3 separate regions of the Mus musculus genome follow, and regions 2 and 3 are each linked to region 1. Evidence: chromatin contacts called from public Hi-C data. All regions are on one chromosome and are shown on one strand. Each heading gives the region's core, a stretch centred on a gene start, on an enhancer-like site or on the middle of the called end of the contact. The rest is flanking DNA. Distances are from core to core; before and after follow the strand shown. Region 1 has its middle 26 kb from the start of Gm30713. Region 2 has its middle 14 kb from the start of Gm39283. Region 3 overlaps Pcnx2 (pecanex homolog 2).

Region 1 (2,811 bases), core at 110-2,609:
GGAAACTGAGGCACAGAACATAAACTGCCATGGGGAAATAGGAGCACTCCTATATTCCTGTGCATGTCTGCTCAGTGTTCCTCAGGGAGGCCCTTATATTTAACTGAGGACAGGGACAATAGGTGGCAAATTCTAGGACAGGGATGGGATGAATGTTCCTTCAGGAGAGAGCTTCATGGGGACAATTGCTGTAGACAATGGGGATCCAAAGGCGAGAGAGACTTCAGTCCTGCCAGACAGTGAGGTGGCCATTCTTAAAGTTTACCGAGGGCGAGGGTGATCCCATGCCACAAAGAACAGGCTTAACTGGGAGAAGGAACATAGGCAACTTAGGTTTGCAGGCTAAAAGCCAGAGGGCTAGATGTTCCCGGGAGTGGACCTATCTATCTGCTTAGGGTCTGGTTGCCTTGGTTACCTGGAAGTCCTGGGTTTTCTAACAGGAAGACATTTAGGATACCATGGTAGCCCTCTCCTTTGTAACCCTAGGGTCTTGCTGTGACATTCTGGTTTCGACGCACTGCAGAATGCAACAAAGAAGAGTTACACATCTCCATGGCTCCATCTCATGAACTTCTCTCTCTCTCTCTTTTTAAAATAAAATTATCTTTTATTTAGTCTTTGATAATTTCATTTGTATAAACAATGTGTCTTGATCATACACATCACTTCAAGCGATACCCCCATTCCCATATTTGTGTTTTCTCCTCTCTCTTTCTCTCTCTCTCTCTCTCTCTCTCTCTCTCTCTCCTCTCCTCTCCTCTCCTCTCCTCTCCTCTCCATTCTCCCTCCCTTTCTTTCTTTCAAGTCCAAATTCTTGGCTGATCTTGTTGCCTTGACCTTATGCAAGTGGCCATTGCTACGGTGAGCTCACGAGTACAACAGCCATTTCCTGTCTAGAACACACCATTCCCACAATGCTCTTCCCCACCCGCCTGACCTTATATTCATCTCCCCCTCTTTTTCAATGTTTCCCAAGCCTTGGGGGTACTGTGTGGAGCATGGGGTGGGACATGGCAGAGACACGCTACTTAGAACTGAGACACAGGCATTTGTTCTCGGCATTTGACCAGTTATGAGTTTGCATTAACTGCCAATTGCTGCAGAGAAGAAAAGTTCTCTGGCCAAGGTTGAAGCCAGAACTAACCTACAGGTGCAAGAATAAATATTTAGAAGGCAGTTTGACAGCATGCCATTTAGCAAAGACAATACCAGTAGGTTCTTCCTAAGAGCCCTGGGCTTTCAGCCAAGCTGACAGAACCAGGCACGTGAAAGGATAATTTCTTTAACACTTCTTCTTTCTGGGGGATAGGATGGGAATGGGAAGTAGGGTTTGAATCCTGCTTATGGGTCAGGAAGCAGAAGCTGAGGGACTACAGATGACCAGACCAGCTGGCCTGCAGCAACAGGGCTGTCCTGGCAAGGGATCACATCCAAAGACCTAGTGGGTAGGTCTGTGTGATCTGGCTGCCGTTAGTATACACCTTTAATCCCAAACAATGAAGGTGAAGATGGTTTGTGGAAGGAAGCATCCATGTTTGAAAGTGCTGTCTAATTGAGGGGCAGACAAAGTGACAAACCAGAGTAAGATTTAACAGAATGAGTTGGAGATAGGTTATGCCTAACTCTCCCTAGAACAGCAGAGGAAGGAGAGACTGCTTAAGAGAACAGTGCAGAGAGAAAGAGGCAGGAGACAGTTTTACTGGGATAGTTTTACAGAGACTGGTGGCAAGTGAACACAGAATAAGCCCGAGAATAAGAAGGAGGCAGAAGATTAGAACAGATTGCCAGAGTTAGTTTGAGACCAAGGAGAGCAATCCAATCAGAAGGTGAGAGAAGCCAGCTTGAATCAGTCAGCGTGGAAAGAGCTTGAGCCACAACAGCTGAGTTGAACCAGCCAGCCAAAGTTTACAACGAACTGGAAAGGGTGAGATTATTCAGCAGTAAGCCAGGAGACAACAATCACATCTGGTGAACCAAGGCTACATTTACAAGTAAGGAAAGGGTAATTAATGCAAACTATATAAAGCGCCTCTGCTGGAGAGACACATGTTTATGTAATAGCAGAGCATAACACAGACCTGAGAAGAAGCCACCTCTGGTGCTTGGCAGCTTCAAGACAACTTTCACTTATGTAACCATGCCAATCAATAACTCTGTGGTGTGAATGGTTGAGACCACAGTCCTGAGTCAGATGGTGCCCATTTCAAGGCTTTGGTCTGAGGCACCATGCTGGGCCAGCGAGGTGGGAAAGGCACACAGCAGGGCGTACAAATGGAGCAGCTTGTTCTAGGAGGTCAGAGTCTCTTAGCATAGGTGGGTCAGCATATGCATAGCTCCATCTGGCCTGGCTTACGAACTTATCCATCTATAAAGGATCAAGGCCAGCTTTCCCACTTACCACCTACTAAATGGAAAATAATTATACAAAGTGAAGGCACCTGGATGCTTCTAGACCTTTCTTAAGTATTGTCAGGTTTAGCACCTATGTTTCTGTTTACTTAGAAACAGAAACAATCTTTTACATTACGATTTCTCTCTCTGGAATGTTCCAGTAGTTATACAGTAGCCACTTACAACATGGGACACCAATGGCCAATGTCAAGCTAGAGAGAGCCAGTCTGGGAACACCAGCAGCAAAGATGTCGCTGTCCACAGCAATCATTGTCCCTATATTGCCAATGTCCACTGTGGGCTTGCTGGAGGTTGCACAGAGCTGAGAGGAAGTTGAACAAAGAGGCTGTGCTAGCTGGGCACTTGGGCAGGAGTAATACTCCCTGAAGCTCATATTTAAGCACTGACAACTGTCAGGTG
Region 2 (3,015 bases), core at 24-2,523, 340 kb after region 1:
TTAATCCCAAACAAAGAAGGTAAAGTTAGTTTGTAGATGGAAGCACCCATGTTTGAAAGTGACATCTAATTGAGTGGCAGACAAAATGATGAACCAGAGAAAGATTTGACAAAATAGACTAATCCCAACTCTCACAAGAGGGGGGAGGGGGAAGCTACTTGAAGAGTTTTACCTGGACAGTTATAGAGAGACAGATTGCAGAGAGAGAACAAGCTGTACACAGGTGAAGACAAAATGAGCTAGAGAATGAGAAGGAGCCAGAAGATTAGAACAGATTGCCAGAGTTAGTTTGAGGCCAAGCAGAGCAAAAAGTCAGAGGCCAAGAGAGAAGCCAGATTGAATCTCTCACCTTGTCAAGGAGTTTGAGCCAGAATAGTGGAGTTGAACCAGTCAGACAGTGTTCAGAAAGAACTAGAAGGGGTGAGCTTATTCAGCATTAAGTCTCAGAAGTTGAAAGCATTCTGGGCCTAGATAAGATTGTATGAAGGCTAAAAGCTTCCAGGTCTAGGCCTAAGTTAGCAGAGGCAGTAAGCCCCTGAAATGACAATTTAAAAAGGTGAATAAAAGTTACTTTCCAAACAGGGAAATGCCATCCCCCATCCCCCGAAGTCTAGAATAAAAGTAACAGCCTGAATATTTGTTCAAGAGAAATGACTAACTCAAAACAGTGAGTGGGGCTGGAGAGCTGGCTCAGAGGCTAAGGGTGCTTATTGCTCTTGCAGAGGACCTGGGCTGGGTTCCCAGCACCACAAAGTGATTCACAACTATCTGCAACTCCAGAGATTTCACCGCCTTGCCCTGGCTTTCTTGGTCAGTAGGCACACATGTGGTGCATAGATGTACATGTAGACAGATAAAGGCACATAAAATTCAAATAATAACATTAAAAGTCGGGTTTGTAGTGGGGTGTTTACCCTTTCTTTAGACTCTCTTCAGAGCTCCATGGGCCACACATTTGAAGCAGGCAGTGGAAAGATCAGTGATGAGGGACAATGGTCTCCATCCAGTCTGACTCTCTGATTTTATTGGACTTAGATAAGATGCTAATACAACAGTTTCTCTCTTCTGAACTTGGGAGGCTGCATGGTTTTCCTGGTTTGGAGAACTGCAACCGTGGCTCTGTAAGACCTGAAGAGCCTTATGTCCTGGATGTCCCACTCACAGAAACACAGAGACGGAGATCAATGCACTAAGCAAGAGATTTATTGATCTGGCATGCCACACTGTCCTGCAATCTGGGCAGAGTCAACCCCAATCTCCTAAGCACACACTTTTTATATAGTTTAAGGGTAGGACTTGATAACAATAAGAGTTGGTTTAAGCCCATTGTTGGCCAGGGCAGACTTTTTGATTTCCCCCCTTTAGAAATGGTAATTAGCCTCTCCCTTCCGGATTGGCAATTGTTTCGTGACCTTCCTTAAGCAATATTAATGGCCATGGGTGAGGTGAGGTCTTAGTCACCAGAAGGGGGAACTGAAACATTCTTGGTCATTATCTGCACCTACCTTAAAGTAGGAGCTTTCTTGCAAAGCTTGTTTTGTCATTGCAGGAAGGGAGTGTTAGTCACAACCTTCTAGCGGAAGTCCCCAGCATGCTATTCTAGCAAGGTCTTTCAGTGGTCATCTTATGTTCTCTAAGGTCACACATTCCCACAGCTCCTCCTCATCCCCACAGCTCAGTCCCGGGTTTGGCTCACGTTGAGTGTAGGATAAACAGCTGATTTATTTGTGTCCATGTCATTGAATAGTTTCCCCCATTGTCTGCCCAGCAGCTTACACACCAACAAGCAGGGATGATTCCTGCTAACAATGTGGACTCTGCCTTTGTCATGAAGAGCTGTCAGTTCTATGAGGAAATTTCTTAGGCTCTGTCGTCAGGAAATGTGATTTTAAGAATTGTTGACTTTATCTATAATATCTTGATCAATATAGATTTGGCTCACTTCCCTAGGTCTCTGAATCAATTTAACAATGAGATGGAGAGCTTTAAAAGGCCCCAAGTATTTTCTAAATAAAAGACCTAAAGACAACAATGAAGAAAGACTATTCCTTCTTTAAAATAGTTGACTGTGTTAGAATACTTTAGTAATTCTGAAACTATTCACTATTATTTATAAATATTTATTGAGTGTAGAGTCTGCTCCAGGCCTCATGTGGAATGCCAGGACTATATCAATGATTAAAGTAAGTGTGGTTGTCTTTCCTCTTGGGAAGAGCCTACGACCGACCGCAAGGACAGAGAAAGGAGAAAGGGTCACTAGGGTTGACTCCCTCAGCCACTCTGCATAAGCAGACACACACACCCAACTCACCACTCTGCATAAGCAGACACACACACCCAACTCAGAGGACTTGCCTCAGGCAGAGTACAGACCAAAAGAAATACAGCCAAGATGTAAGTCCGTGGAAAAGGGGTCGTTGAGGGCAGCAGAAGAGAGAAAGCATGGGAGTCGTTTCCTAAATAAGGCTGTCCCTGAGCTGAGAAGTCTCACTGAATAGAGAGTACGTACACTATTCATATGGAAAAGCACTCTAGAGATGGGCACACTCCAGAGCTTGCAGAATGTCCTCTGAACCTTCCTGAGCACCCTCAGTTCAAGAAGGAAAGCTAACCAGCCGGAAGTGTCTGGGTATGTTTAGTTTGTAAGACAAAGATGGCCGAAGGGAGTACTGAGCGTGCTCAGTGTGGCTCATAAATAAGGCCATTAGCAAGACTTGTAGACATTTAGAATCTTTCCCCAAAAAGGTTTAGCAGCAGGCGAAGGAAAGGTAGATTCATAGATGAAGCTCTTCTCTCCCCCACCCTCCCCTGCTGTCCCTGCTTCCTTCCCTCCCCTCCTGGTCTCTCCCCTTCGCTCCCCTATCTCTGGGCTGATCTAGCATCTTGCACACTCAAGCCATACTGGTGGACAGACTGCAGTAGCAGTGACCCAGCAGGCTTCCCAGCTCTTATGAGAGGCTGACATTTTCAAATAATTTTTCTGTGCCTGGCCCCTGTCTTTTTGGTCACTTGGTG
Region 3 (3,267 bases), core at 293-2,792, 510 kb after region 1:
CTAAGGAGGGACTACTTCTGGGCTCGGTTCCTGCACATTAGCAAGCATGCTTCTAATTGCAAAATACTATGTCATAAACAGGAATGGATCCAAACCAGTGCTGTACTGCTGACTGCCTCGGCTTAAAGCACATGGCTTGGCCACCTTGGTTCTATGCCCGAGAGAGAGAGAGACAGGCGTTTCCTTCCTAGGGGTGTAGGAACTAGAACGGACTGAACAGAACGTCCTGATGGAGCCTCTACGTCAGGCACAAGTAAGTAAGAGGTTCTGGTCTCGCTGTTGCGTCTTGATGAGGAACTTGGCCTGAGTCTCCCTGTTAGGTAGCAAGATGGCTGCCAGCCTTCCCATAGATAATGCCTTGGCTCCGACTGCAATGGTGAAGAAGGTCCAGCATTCATTCATCATTATCTAACAAAGACTCAAACAACAGATCAGCTTCCCTCTCAAGGAACTATTTTCACTAGATGTGGCTGGGCCCTTATCACAAGCACACACTGTCACCTCTGCTGGCTCCTGGGCAGCCTGGAGGGACAAGCCTGTGATTAGCAAGACTGTACCTCAAATGGAGCTGCTCCTCCAGGGCCTATCCTCTTCCTCTAGGCTGTGGCGGCTACAGCATTAAAGGATCATGAGACCAGTGCTCTCTGCTGCATTAATAAACATTTATTCCAGGACTGTTTATTAGGGATGTCAAGGGACGTTCCCACCTCCTCTGAAACATCTGAGGGATGGAGAGAGCCCACTCTCTGGAATGACCTTCTCAGTGACACCACCAGGTCTCCATCAGCCTGAGGCTGGGTTGGTCTCAGGTCAACTAGTTCTCCTCAGGGTCAAAGCAGAGGCTGGAGCACTCAGAGAAACATGAGGGGGGAGGTTGGTGGTGTAGGGGTGACAAGAACGAACCAGCCCCGGAAGGGAACAAAGAGGCTGAAGCTGAGCTGGGCCCTGGTGGCTCCAACCTGGAATTCCAGCATTTGGGTGACTAAGGCAGGGGGATAGCTGGAAGTCTGAGGCTAATCTGGGTTACACAGTATGAGGCTCTGTTCCAAATTGGCATCTCTGCTGGGCTGGGTGGGACAGGGCTGGGTCTGGGGTAAACGGAAAGTGGTTAGAGTCCCTGTGTTCCTAACGTTGTCCTACCCATCTGGGGAAGCTGCAAGAACAATCCAAGGCCAGTGCTGCTTTCTCCCAGTGACAGAGAAAGTATCGCCGGAAATTCCTTATCCTCACCAGATTGTAAAACAAGTGTTTTCTGCCCCCCTGGAGACCTTATCTTTTCTGCCTGTCCTTCCCAAGGCTCCCGACTCAACTGTGGGATGGGTGGGAAGGGGGTGGGGAGGGATGCCTTAGGACAGAAGTTAGTGTAACAGGCTCACTGGCTGTAGAGGACACTAAAGGACATCAGCCTGATGGGGGATGGGAGGGAGGTTTCTAACAGGGAGAGGGCTTTGATGTGGGATCAACTCCCCTTTCATAAGACAGCACAAATAAAGGGAAGCCTCTGAGAGGCTGCAGAGGGAAATCAAGTGGATGGAGAGTGCCCTCATGTGGCAGCCGGGGGTGTGTGCAGCCACAAAGCCTCAGCTTCCGCTTGGAATTTTATTCCTGGAACTCTGGGGCCTGGAGAGAAATAGCACCTCTTAACCACGTGTCTGAGTGAGACCCCGGGATGAGGACCAGTCCAGGACGAGGAGAGATCAACAAAGACTGAGAAACCACACCTCAGAGAGGGTGTGGGAGAAACCACAGGAAGGCCTGCTCCGGGACCATCCCCCCACCCCCACCCCCCTCTGTGTGATCAAAGCCGGCAAGAATTTCCAAGTCTCTAACCCTGATGCAGCAAACACTTATCTTCAAACCAACAGTGACACCGCTCTTTGCTTGAGGATAAATATCCTCAAAGAGAGCTGTCAAAAGGGCAGCTGGTGGGGTTCACTGAGGAGCCCCACATCTCCCTGTTCTGAGCACCCATCAGTCTCACCACAGCTGTCCCCACCCCTGTCTTTCCAAACTCAAGGTCTTCACTTCCTTGGAATAAAGCAAAAAAAACAAAACAAAAAAAAAAAAAACAAAAAACAAAAAACAAAAAAAAAACAAAAAACAAAAACAAAAAAACAAAAACAAAAACAAAAACAAAAAAACGGGTGATTATTTCTGGAATGTCTCTGTCTGCTTCCCATCTTCGGAAGCCAGGTGCAGCTACGGTCTGAGGAGACGGCTCAGTCGATACAGCGCTTGCCACACACACACAAGACCCTGAGTGTGAGGCCCAGAACCCACATACAAAAGTCAGGAGTGGTGTGTCAGCACTCAGGAGGCAGAGGGAGGTGGATCGGTGGCACACACTGGCCGGGAAGCCCAGCCTACTTGGTGAGGCTCAGGTCTCAAAAAAGGAAATACAAGGTGGATGGCCCATGAGAGGTGATGTGGGAGCAGTGTTAACTTCAAGGTTTGGGTCTGTCAAAGGAGAACATTTGTAGACAAATTTTCATGGGACGAAGAGCAGAAGCTCTCACTCTAGCTTAGTGGTGCATGGCAGTCAGCCCAGAAACTGGAAACAGAGGCAGGGAGAATCAAAGTTCAAGACCATCCTGGGCTGCATGTCTCAAAAACCAAACAAAACCAAGCAAAAACCAAGCAAAGGCTCAGCCGATGAAGTGCCTGCCCTGCAAGTTTGGGGACCCGGGTTCTGATCCCAGAACCCACACAGTGAAGTTTGTTGAGGTGAGCTTGTAATCCCAACACTCAGGAGACAGAGACAGGCGTGTGTTCCTGGGGCTCATCACCAGCCTGGCCTGCTAGGAGAACTCCAGGCCAATGAGAAACTCTGTCTCAAGTGAGATTTAAAGTTCCCTTCTGGCCTATATATGCACTGCACATGCACATGTGTGCATGTGTACACACACACACACACACACCACACACATGCACGCGCACACGTGTGCACACACATACACTCATGCATGGGGTGGAGAGTGAAATTTTAGTTACAAAGCCTATAAAGGAGTAGTGGATGTCTGACGTGCAGTGAGAATCATTTCAACCCTGAAGATTTGTTAGCCTTTCAGGCAACTTCTTCCATTTCCTGGGCTGATGACCTGCGTCCAGATCAGTTTTCAGGCAGATCAGCTCACTTTGGGCTCTGAACTAGTAAATCAGTCCTGTGTTCTGGTCAGTTAAACACAAAGCGGATTTACTGTCAGGCAGGATTTCCCAGCAGCCCCCGGAGATGCTGTGATTCAGGTTTCTGGGGAGAGCAGAGCAGTC

The links. A called contact is a pair of places that touch in the nucleus more often than the background predicts.
Region 2: a contact with region 1 is called in a Hi-C map of bone marrow-derived macrophages, with 4 times the contacts expected there. The contact joins two enhancer-like sites. A contact is called at or near these places in 2 of 484 Hi-C or Micro-C datasets (bone marrow-derived macrophages and uterus), 1 of 115 datasets of contacts at active chromatin or transcription factors (embryonic stem cells) and 1 of 9 other capture datasets (embryonic stem cells).
Region 3: a contact with region 1 is called in a Hi-C map of bone marrow-derived macrophages, with 19 read pairs. The contact joins two enhancer-like sites. A contact is called at or near these places in 4 of 484 Hi-C or Micro-C datasets (Sertoli cells, bone marrow-derived macrophages, nephron progenitors and 1 more), 3 of 115 datasets of contacts at active chromatin or transcription factors (embryonic basal ganglia, embryonic stem cells and extraembryonic endoderm stem cells) and 1 of 9 other capture datasets (embryonic stem cells).

What each region holds. Positions count from the first base shown.
Region 1 is chr8:125,358,407-125,361,217 of GRCm38.p6, forward strand. No RefSeq gene overlaps it. Among named protein-coding and RNA genes, the nearest start is that of Gm30713, 26 kb to the right of the region's middle. Within about 2 kb of position 1,360, at least 1 of the 459 cell types and tissues checked has an H3K27ac peak or open chromatin away from gene starts, as enhancers often do. A contact at or near this core is called in bone marrow-derived macrophages, where this site is marked.
Region 2 is chr8:125,698,233-125,701,247 of GRCm38.p6, forward strand. No RefSeq gene overlaps it. Among named protein-coding and RNA genes, the nearest start is that of Gm39283, 14 kb to the left of the region's middle. Within about 2 kb of position 1,274, at least 15 of the 459 cell types and tissues checked have an H3K27ac peak or open chromatin away from gene starts, as enhancers often do. A contact at or near this core is called in bone marrow-derived macrophages, where this site is marked.
Region 3 is chr8:125,869,464-125,872,730 of GRCm38.p6, forward strand. All of the region lies in intron 8 of Pcnx2 (pecanex homolog 2), which reads right to left. Among named protein-coding and RNA genes, the nearest start is that of Gm46061, 19 kb to the left of the region's middle. Within about 2 kb of position 1,543, at least 67 of the 459 cell types and tissues checked have an H3K27ac peak or open chromatin away from gene starts, as enhancers often do. A contact at or near this core is called in bone marrow-derived macrophages, where this site is marked.